Regions from separate parts of the Zea mays genome. Here regions 1 and 3 are each linked to region 2. Evidence: chromatin contacts called from public Hi-C data. All regions are on one chromosome and are shown on one strand. The core of a region is the stretch at or near the end of the contact, and the rest is flanking DNA. Distances in the headings are between cores, read along the strand shown. Region 1 holds the start of LOC100217264. Region 2 holds the start of LOC100273704 (Leucine-rich repeat (LRR) family protein). Region 3 holds the start of LOC103629582 (serine/threonine-protein kinase).

Evidence for each region. A called contact is a pair of places that touch in the nucleus more often than the background predicts.
Region 1: a contact with region 2 is called in a Hi-C map of leaf, with 4 times the contacts expected there. The contact joins the promoter of LOC100217264 here to the promoter of LOC100273704 in region 2. A contact is called at or near these places in 11 of 25 Hi-C or Micro-C datasets (bundle sheath, ear, endosperm and 3 more).
Region 3: a Hi-C map of ear shows a contact between it and region 2, with 8 times the contacts expected there. The contact joins the promoter of LOC103629582 here to the promoter of LOC100273704 in region 2. A contact is called at or near these places in 14 of 25 Hi-C or Micro-C datasets (bundle sheath, ear, endosperm and 4 more) and 1 of 3 datasets of contacts at active chromatin or transcription factors (leaf).

The regions. Positions count from the first base shown.
Region 1 is chr6:95,844,363-95,848,196 of Zm-B73-REFERENCE-NAM-5.0, reverse strand. It overlaps LOC100217264, which reads right to left and starts at 2,406. Exons shown (of 20, transcript NM_001359568.1): 1 at 1,877-2,406; 2 at 1,346-1,485; 3 at 1,162-1,236; 4 at 665-780; 5 at 405-519; 6 at 181-309. The coding sequence starts at 1,450.
Region 2 is chr6:95,642,510-95,646,216 of Zm-B73-REFERENCE-NAM-5.0, reverse strand. It overlaps LOC100273704 (Leucine-rich repeat (LRR) family protein), which reads left to right and starts at 1,469. Exons shown (of 1, transcript NM_001148116.2): 1 at 1,469-3,707. The coding sequence starts at 1,541.
Region 3 is chr6:95,778,319-95,781,751 of Zm-B73-REFERENCE-NAM-5.0, reverse strand. It overlaps LOC103629582 (serine/threonine-protein kinase), which reads right to left and starts at 1,573. Exons shown (of 4, transcript XM_008650658.2): 1 at 841-1,573; 2 at 460-729; 3 at 192-315; 4 at 1-91. The coding sequence starts at 1,248.

The DNA of each region.
Region 1 (3,834 bases), core at 1,157-3,656, 200 kb before region 2:
TAAGATATTAAGTAAACTGTGAATTAGAGTTATGCTGGAAGAATGCTTTAACTTCCTCTTGGAAATATGAGCATAGCAGCTCTCTTACACTGAGTTTTTTCTTATTAATTTATCCAAAACTTTTAGAAAGCCATGCTAACATATGACATCAGTTTGATAAGGCGCAATCACAGAACTTACCATAGCTGAAAGAGATTGCAGGGCTGCCGCTCGTAGGGCACTTGCCCTTTCATCTTCTCCTACTTCTTGGGCTATTTCACACAGTCTTGGGACCAGCCCTTCCAAATTGAACTGATATGTACCATCCACCTGGAATAGACAGACTCAAGATCACCAATAATGGGACATACCTATATAAACTTAATCCTGCTAACGGGCATTGGCATCTAGTCCATTAGGAATACCTGATTGACAGTAAAATCAAACAAGGTTTCACACCCAACAATGCGCAAATCGTCCTGCCTCTTTTGGTCTAAAAGAGTGTGCACAATGCTTAATAGGCTACTTGCAAACAGAGGCCTGAATTAAGAAAATAACAATTTCATTTGTAACCAGCAAAGGTAATAACAAAGTGTAAGAAGTATCCATTGCAAACCAAATAAAAATATTAACTTCACAGAATACAGGGCTATATGAGCAAGAGAAACTTGAAAAGAAGACTCACATCTGTTCTTTACAGGAAACCGACAGTCTGCGATATATCAACATCACCACTTTTGCAAAGCCGTACTGCTCACTTCTTAAGTCCCGGTAAATGTGCTGCTCCAAGTAAACTGTGATCTGCTCAGATATCAACATGCATAAGACAGCAAGCTTACAGAGCCTGAATTTGCTTAAGAGGCAATCATGCCTGACAATATGTTTAACAAGGACTACTACTCTGAAATGAGGGCACCAAGGAGACAAGGGAACTATACTGAAAACATTAAGTTTAGAGGCCTAGAACAATGATCCATGAGGCATCTCCAGTTTCAAGATAAGTTATACCACTCGATCCTCGATTGCATTTATAATCAGTACTACAGAAGCTACAAAGCTAGCAAACTGTATTCTGAAGGGTCGTCTAAGTTTAGCAGCAAGATCAATTCGCTCAAAAGGTCAGAACCTCCACACCTGGCATGGAAACAACGAAATTCCAATGAGGAAGCAAGGGGAGTGAACCTTTGGCACTCGAAGAGGGTTTTTCGAAGCGTACTCGCACAACTTCCCAATCCTTCTCTCGTTAGGCTCTTCATCCTGCAACCGAAACAAACATGCTCATTAAATAAATAAATCCGCAACACAGTTCAAGCGTCAACATGCTCATATTCGACAAAGGGAAAAAACGGACACAGCATGTCCCGACCTGTGTTTTGGGGAAGATTTCAGCAAGGATCTTCTTGTACCGCTTCACGGGCATCCGGGACCGTGTTGTGAGCCCGGGGCAGAAATAGCATAGTGATACAGCCATCCTATACTTCTACGTTAACAATTGAAGAGCCGTGTCTGTCAGTGAGAATGGCATCGGTAAGAAACACCTCGTGATCCAGAGATTACAACAATGAAAACAATATTGGGTTGATCAAAGTGTGTGTGTGGGTGTGGGTGGGGGTATTCAAATGGATTTCGGGTGAGATTGTGAAAACTGAACCAGGGATTTCAACTGAAGCCAACCGCAAACAAATGAAGCTACAGACTAGAACTGAAAACATCCAGAGGTTTGCAAAACCGATACCCATTAACCAGCATTCGATGATCAATCAGCATCGACCCAAAAAGGAAATCAATAAATGAGGACACGATCGATCACCCGCACACCCCAGCGATCCCGATCATTAGCGCACACGCCAGAACCGACACAACGGCGTGTGAACGTGGGATAGAATGTGAGCATTACATTTCTACGTGGCGCCTGCCGGCCGGCGAGTTGGTCGGTCGGGTCGAGCTGCCGTGGCAGCGGGGGTCAGGCGGGGCCGGATCGGGGGAATGCGGGACGCCTGCGTCCGCGCCGGTGATCGTCCTCCGCTCCTCCGCCTCCGACCTGGAGAGACGCGACGCGCGTCGAGGTGGGGAATGGGGCGGTGGAGGTGGGGCGGGCGGGGAGGGACGGAGAAAGGCACGCACGCGCGCACGCCCCCACGGTTATTCGCGACGCGGCTTTGCCCTCGGTGGCGCGGTGACAGCGGGGGTTGGGTGGAGGGGAGGGGAGGTGGTGGTGGACTGGTGGCGTCCCGCCGTCCGCTCGTGCGTGCGGCCCGGCCGGGGCTCCAGGACCGCCGGGCGCGACTTCCGCCATCCTCGGCGGCGAGGCAGGCATCAGGCCCGCCCTCCAGATTTAGGCAGGAACCCGTGCCAGTTTGCGCTCGCCAGCAGGACGTCAGTTGCCACTTGCCAGCAGGACGGCAGGATGGTTTTGCGGTTAGGCTGGAAAAGGCTAGGAACTATTCCAGATTATCAATTTATACTATAAATTATACAATTATTCTAGCTGAAATCCTTCCCGGAGTAGGTTTCTGAATAATCGAACGAGCCCTAGAGCATTTTAGAGGCCCTAAACAAGTTATGTATTTTGAAATATAGGGATTGAGGCCATAAAACACCCTCCAACCGCGGCACTTTTTAATAAAATTCGTTAAATAATTATAAGTTTTGATCTATCGGATAATAAATATAATATTTTATATGTTAAAGCACTATCCTTATTTTTTATTAATTTACAACTATTTATTTTTTTTAATAACGTGATTTATTTCTTAAGTAGTATTTAAGGCCTAGCTGTTGGAGTACAAAAAAAATTGAGGCTCTAAATCTCTACTACTTATTAAGTTAGCAATAGTAGCCTGTTTTTTGTGTTCTGTCATTCTGCGATCTCAGCCGTCCATTCTACCGTTCTACAATCTCAGTCGTCCAATCCCGCACACCAGTTTTCCGCGCACATATTGAGCAGAATGTCTAGCCTTCCACCCTCTAGCCAACATGACTCATGTTGAATTATGTACAACTTCAACTAAAACGTCTTTTGTGTTTAACCCACCGTCCACTCTGTATGCTCACTGAGTCTAGAAAAATATTTATAGCTTGGCCCCTGATCTTTCTGGAATTTGGGATGCAGTCCAGGAAATAAAGAAAATAGGGAAAAGGAGTTTAGAAATTGATTTTTAGTTTAAAAATAATTGCAGAAACCCATTTAATTCATGGAAATTTCATATTAAATCCAAATGAGTTCGTTCCAATTTCTATAATTCTATAATATTATTTTTATCACATAATACTATGTTTTGTCATGAAAACAAAAATAAAATTGATTTCCTAATTAATCCTATATCAAATACATAGAAACTTTGGAAATTCGTAACTTCCCCATTTTAATTCCAAATTGAATCGTTCTAGTTGTGTTAGTCTCGTATGAATATTTACTACGCAGTAACAACATTGATTATACCATTTTCATACTTTTATAATTAGATATTTATTTATCCTATGTTAATTGGGTTAATCTATGTCTATTGGATTAATTTATTTAATATATTAATATAGTATTCTAACTTTGTGGTTATACGATGTTTGACCATTAGTCTTGCAAACACACACTTACCTTTTTGTTTAAGCAAAAGCGTATGGTGGTACGTGTCCAATGACTAACGATGTACGAGAGAATTTCTTCCAGTATGTGTGAAACGTGCTCTCCAATAATGAGACCATACAAATCGTGATATATATCAAAGTCTGCATGATACTGATGGTTGCAATATAGTGGTGAAACAGATAGATTATAAATAACAAAATTTATGTATGGCCAGAATCACAAATTGATTATGAAACATTTTCTCATAACGGTATAACACATATTTTGTA
Region 2 (3,707 bases), core at 220-2,719:
TATATGAGATGCACCCGGCTTTGTCCCTTAAATCCGGATGTGACACCTGTAGTGGCACTCGGCAAAGGAAGTGCCTTTGCCTAACGTCCGTTTTTGACACACGGCAAAGTTTTTTTCTTCTTCTTGCACTCAAACTTTTTCTTATGTGTTCCTACAACACCTGGAACTACATGTTAAGTTTTGCCACATTTGTCGATGTGTTTACTATATTTAATAATTTTATTTCAATTAATTAATTTGTTTGGATAATTTAAATTTGAAATGTAGGCCATTCAAATAATATAAAAATGAATGAAAAATATATTAATGTTATTGAGGATAAGTTAAGGCTGTATTCAGATACGGATCAGAATTTCGAACACTCGTGCATAAAACATAATCACGAACTTGTGGTCCAGTTATTTTTTTCAAATCACATAAAAACAAATGAAGATAAAAGATAATAAAATTTATCGACACGTGATGATATCATATGTGAAAGCTGGGATAAAAAGTTGATAAAGTTTTGTAAAAAATTGTCACATATGACAGGCGGGAGACCCCAGCACGGCGGCCAATTTCACTTTGTGTATGGGCCTCGGTCGAGTATGGGCTGACCTGCGACTACTGGGCCCATCGTCTCACTGTACGAACGTCTCCTCCTCTGTATTCTTTTTTTTTCTTCTGGTTATTCAAAAAAGGGGATGCTGTATGAGCGTACCATCCTTTGCAGGTCTTTTATTTTGTTATTTTATTAGGAAAAAAAAGAGCGTTCTGAGTTTGTGAGCTTTACCCCAGTAGTGGCTGTAACCGGCAGACACGTGGGCCTGCTTCTTCCCACTCTGAATACAATCGTGGCCGTCAGAGGTATGGGCGAGCCAGAGCAGATGTTTAATTGATTGCCGTCTCCGGCCACCTGTTCCTATCCCTACTGAATTCAATGCACCCAAAACGTTACAGGAAGCGGTGAAAGAAAGCAGAGCCGGACCCGGACGCCTCTGCTACAGGCTCGCAAGGAGAACGAAAGTGGGCATGCCTCGGCCAGTGGCCGCCGGCGTTATCAGTACGTTACCTTGTCGTCGGCGAGAGCGAGACGAACGGAACTGTTGACCAGGCTAGCTAGGGCTAGCTGCGTGCGTGTGACGAGCGCAGAAGCTTCGGCTGGAGCTTTTGAACTCGACTCGAGTAGTCCAGCACGGCCGCAGCAGCACCCAGCTGCCTTGAGATTCACGAGTGCACGCGGGCGCGGTGCACACTACAAAGCCCCCGCCATTAATTACTAATCACGACGCGGGAGAACTGTGTAAAAAAGTTGGACGACTCCGAGCGCCACGCAGGCGCCCGTCCCGCCGGCCCGTGCACCTGCACCTCCCACGGACCTCCGCGTAGTTACGCTTGCCATGTGACCTGACCCCGCCCCTGACAAAGGGACACCGTGCGCTGCACATCACTGCCACCCGCGCCCGCCTCCTTCACTCCACTGTCCACTCCCCTCTCTCTCCAGTCTCTCCCCCACCAAAACCACCGCGCCGCCACCGGCACACCGCCGCGGCTGCCGGCCATGATCCCCGCTCCTCCCGCTTCCAGCGCAGGAGGCAGCATCACCAGCGGGTGGCGCAACCTCCTCCTCCTCCTCCTCCTCCTCACACTCACCCTCGCGCGCCCCGCAGCAGCGCAGCCGCCGACGAGCCCGGCGCTGCAGGCGGCGTACGCGGCGCTGCAGGCGTGGAAGCGGACGGCCATCTTCTCCGACCCGTCCAACTTCACCTCCAACTGGGCGGGCCCCAACGTGTGCGCGTACAACGGCATCTACTGCGCGCCGCGGCCCTCCGACGGGGCGCTGGCCGTGGCCGGCATCGACCTCAACCACGCCGACATCGCGGGCCACATCCCCGCCGACCTCCCCCTCGGCGTGCCCGACCTGGCGCTGCTCCACCTCAACTCCAACCGCTTCTGCGGGGTGCTGCCGGACACGCTGCTCCACCTGCGCCTCCTCCACGAGCTCGACCTCAGCAACAACCGCTTCGTCGGCGCCTTCCCCGCCGTCGTGCTCGCGCTCCCCTCGCTCCGCTACCTCGACCTCCGCTTCAACGACTTCGAGGGCCCCATCCCGCCGCCGCTCTTCGACCGCCCGCTCGACGCCATCCTCCTCAACTCCAACCGCCTCCGCGGGCCCATCCCGGCCAACCTCGGCAACTCGCCGGCCTCCGTGCTCGTGCTCGCGCACAACCGCCTCGGCGGCTGCATCCCGCCGTCGATAGGGAGGATGGCGGCCACGCTCAACGAGATCGTCCTCATCGACGACGACCTCACCGGCTGCGTCCCGCCGCAGGTCGGCCTGCTCACGAAGCTCACGGTGTTCGACGTCAGCGGCAACCACCTCCAGGGCCCGCTCCCGCCCGCCGTCGGCGGGATGGCCGCCCTCCAGCAGCTCAACGTCGCCGGGAACCTGCTCAGGGGCCCCGTGCCGCCGGCGGTGTGCGGCCTGCAGGGGACGCTCAGGAACTTCACCTACGAGGACAACTTCTTCACCTCGCGCCCTGGGTGCGCGGTCGCCACGGCTGACGGGCGCTGGAACTGCATCCCTGGCGCTCCTGCGCAGCGCCCACCGCCACAGTGCGCCGCCGCGGCCGCGCCGTTCGACTGCAGGACGGCGCAATGCCAGCCGCCTCCGACGTCCGGCCCGCCTGGGTCGGGCCCCGGTGGACCTTCACAGCCACTGTCCCCGCCAGGGAGCTCGAATACGCCGTCGCACCCATCCCCGCCAGGGAGCTCCAACACGCCGTCGTACCCTTCTCCGCCAGGGAGCTCCAACACACCGGCATACCCGTCTCCACCAGGGAGCTCTACGACACCGTCGCACCCATCCCCGCCAGGGAGCTCTACCACCCCGTCGCCACCAGGGAGCTCCACGACACCGTCGCACCCGTCCCCGCCAGGGAGCTCCACAACACCGTCGCCACCAGGGAGCTCCACGACACCGTCGCACCCATCCCCGCCAGGGAGCTCCAACACGCCGTCGTACCCTTCTCCGCCAGGGAGCTCCAACACACCGGCATACCCGTCGCCACCAGGGAGCTCTACGACACCGTCGCACCCATCCCCGCCAGGGAGCTCTACCACCCCGTCGCCACCAGGGAGCTCCACGACACCGTCGCACCCGTCCCCGCCAGGGAGCTCCACAACACCGTCGCACCCATCCCCACCAGGGAGCTCCACCACGCCGTCGTACCCGTCGCCGCCCGCAGACGGCAATAGCCCCAAGCCATCAATGCCGCCTTCGTCCCATGGTGGCTCGGCTCCGCCGTCAGGCTACCAGCCGCCGCCGTGGTCCCAGTGGGCACCGTCGGGTCAACCCGTAGGCGTACCACCACCCACAGAGCACCCCGGTGGCGTCTGGCCGCCGCACACGCCAACGGCTCCCGGCACACCAGGATCAGCGTACCCGCCGGGCACACCAGGATCGCCGTCCACACCGACGACTCCGGGCACGCCAGGTTCGACATTCCCGCCGACGACCCCCGGCGCACCAGGGTCGTTGCCATCCACGCCGACGACTCCGGGCACGCCAGGTTCGACGTTCCCGCCGACGACCCCGGGCGCACCAGGGTCGTTGCCACCCACGCCGACGACTCCAGGATCGACGTTCCCGCCGACGACTCCCGGTGCGCCAGGGTCGTTGCCACCCACGCCCGGCTACCACCCTCCGTCCCCAGGCGACCACGGCA
Region 3 (3,433 bases), core at 324-2,823, 140 kb before region 2:
GCCCGGCTCGGCTCCAGCGCGCGCCGCCCCACCAGCATCTCCAGCAGCACCACGCCGAAGCCGTACACGTCGCTCATCACCGTCAGGTGCCCTGCATTGCGTTCCGTCATATATTGCAGAGAAGCGCCGGCGGCCGCCGGACGCCGGCGATCTCTCACCGTCGTCAGGGAAGAAGAACGGACGGTGCCTACCGGTGGCTATGTACTCCGGCGCGGCGTAGCCGTAGGTGCCCATGACCCTGGTGGATACGTGCGTCTCGTCGCCCATCGGCCCCTCCTTGGCCAGCCCGAAGTCCGATAGCTTCGCGTTGAATTCCTGGCAGATCGAGAGAGGAACGTCGTTGGTTAGTTTCTGGCCCTTTTAATTGATGGTGGACGCCGGCGCGGGCCGGGACGAAGATGAATCCACGAGACGAACGATCGTAGGCAATGCAATATGCAGTGACGATTAGCGACGAACCGCGTCTAGCAAGATGTTGGAGGTCTTGAAGTCCCGGTAGATGATGGGGCGGTCGGAGCCGTGGAGGAAGGCGAGGCCCCTGGCGACGTGGAGCGCGACGGCTACCCGCGTCGTCCACGTCAGGCTGCAGGCGCGGCGGAACAGATGGTGCTCCAGGCTGCCCTTGGCCATGAACTCGTACACCAGCAGCCGGTGGTTGTCCTCGCAGCAGTAGCCGATGAGCTCCACCAGGTTCGGGTGCCTGTACTGCCCGAGGTAGCTCACCTCCGTCTGCACGCATGTATGTCATCCATGGACGACGGACGTGGGTGGTGATGGCTCATGGAGGTATGCATGCGTGCGTGCGTGCATATATAGGGATCGATAGGATGCTGCCCGTACCAGCCACTCCTTGTCACCCTGGATCCCCTCCGGGTTGAGCACCTTGACGGCGACCTCCGTGGTCGGCGGGTACCCCTTGCGCACGGCGCCGTCGATGAGCCCTCTGTAGACGACGCCGAAGCCTCCTTCGCCGACGATCTGCCCCGGGTTAAAGTCGCCGGTGGCCTTCCTGAGCTCGTCGTACGAGAAGAGACTGAGGTGGCCGTACGGCGCCGACATGGTCCGGAACTCCTCCACGTCCTTGGGCACGGCCAGGACCAGCTTCCCCTCCGACCCCACCTTCCTCAGCTTCGAAGGGGCCGCCGCCGGCCTCGGGGCCTCATCTGCGTGCACGCGCGGCGCGATCGTCGGGAGTCTCGGGACCGACCGCAGGTCATATTCATATGTATATCTTGAGCATGCATGCATGCAAAGCGGCGGAATCGAGGGCGCCGACTCCTTGAGGCCAGGTGCGTACCTCGACGGCGGGACGACGGGCGCGGCTGGTGGACGTCGCCGCAGCTAGGGAGGATCCAGCGATGAATTCTCCGGAAGAACGGTATGTGGCTGATCATTTGGCCGTTCGCTCGTTCGTCCTCGTCTTCCCTCGCTGGCCGGCGGGGGCAGCCGACGGCCTCCGACCACACGCGCGCGACGGGGGGAGACGGTACACGCCGTGCTCTCGGCCGGGTCGCTGCCGATGGAGGAGGCACGGCGGTCAGCTGGGGAGAGACGACGAATGAATGAATAGGCAGGGAGGAGGGAGGAATGGTCGGAACAGGGGCGGTCCGACCTTTTGGGTGGCCAGCCCAGCGCAGCCCCAGCCCAGCCCGCCTCGCCCCCTGCCGCCTGCCTTAATTTGGCGGGCAACGCGAGCGATCCACACGCGCCAGCTCCGTGCATGTTGCCATGTTGTCGAGGCCGTCAGGCGGCGCGGCAACGACATGCGCGCGCTCAAGCTCGACGTCATCAAACAATAGCTAAAGCTCAAAGAAAGAAGATCTCGAGGTTCTTGATAATTTAGAACACAGAAAGCTAAGTGAAAAGCCAGCAACTATTCGGGCCTTTAAACAAACTTTTTGAGTAAAATACAATTCAGATACTTAAACTTGTCAGGCTGTTAAAATACAAAGGGGATACTTAAACTTGTCATGCTATGTAGTTCTAGTCCATAAACTTTTAAAGTACTACATGAAACAATCCATGAGCTACACAGAAGAAAGTTTGATGGGTAACTTTCAAGATATATTTTGAGAGGGCATACGACAAGGTTAAGTGGCCTTTCTTGTACCAAACTCTACGGATGAAGGGTTTCTTTCTAAGATGGATATCTTAAATAAAGACCATGTCGGGAGGTAGTGTGGCTATAAACGTTAATGATGAGATAGGTCACTATTTTCAAATAAAGAAAGGCCTTAGGCAAAGAGACCCACTTTCACCCCTCCTTTTTAATATTGTAGCTGATATGTTGGCTATAATAATCAAAAGGGCAAATATGGAAGGGCAAGTCGGTGGGGTTGTGCCCCACTTAATAGATGGAGGTTTATCTATCCTTCAATATACGGATGACATGATCCTATTCTTAGAACATGATCTAGAGAAGGCTCGCAATATAAAATTGTTGCTTTTTGTCTTTGAATAAATCTCGGGACTAAAAATCAACTTTCACAAGAGCGAAATATTGTGCTTTGGTGCAGCACAAGATCACGAGCAATTGTAGTGTAAAAAAAGAGAGTTCCCTCTAAGGTATTTGGGTATTCCTATTCATTATAGAAAGTTCAAAAATACTGATTGGAGGGAGGTAGAGGAAAGATTTGAAAAAAGGCTTAGTAGCTGGAAAGGAAAATATTTATCAATTGGGGGAAGGCTAACCTTAATCAACTCAGTTTTGAATAGTCTCCCCATGTATATGATGTCCTTTTTTCCTGTTCCAAGGGGTGTCCTCAAAAAGCTTGATTACTTCCGATCTCGCTTTTATTGGCAAAGTGATGAGAATAAAAAAAATACCGCCTAGCCAAATGGAACATCCTTTGTCAACCTAAGGACCAAGGGGTTTGGGCATCATGGATCTCAATTTAAAGAATAGGGCCCTGCTAAGCAAATGGTTGTTTAAGCTCCTAACTACGGAAGGAACGTGGTAACAATTGCTTAGAAACAGATACCTTAGATCCAAACCACTAGTACAGGTTGAATGGAAACCAGGGGACTCACATTTTTGGTCGGGACTGATGAAGGTGAAGCAAGACTTTCTTCACTTTGGAACCTTCAAAATCAGGAATGGATCACAAGTGAGATTCTGGGAAGACAGGTGGTTAGGCGGCATAGCTTTAAAAACCCAGTACCCCTCTTTATGTAATATTTGTTGAAGGAAATTCGAGACAGTTTAAACAATATTAAAATTAGATAACACAAATCTAGCTTGGAGGCGATCTCTAATTGGGTCTAAGCTTGTTGTTTGGAATAAGTTGCGCCAAAAGCTTGTTATCATAGCCTTAACACAAGATCAGGATATTTTTCGATAGAACTTGCATCCAAATGGTCAATTCTCGGTAAAGTCTCTTTATCTGGCCCTTATCAAAGAAGATGTCCTAAACCTAAATAAGAGATTATGGAA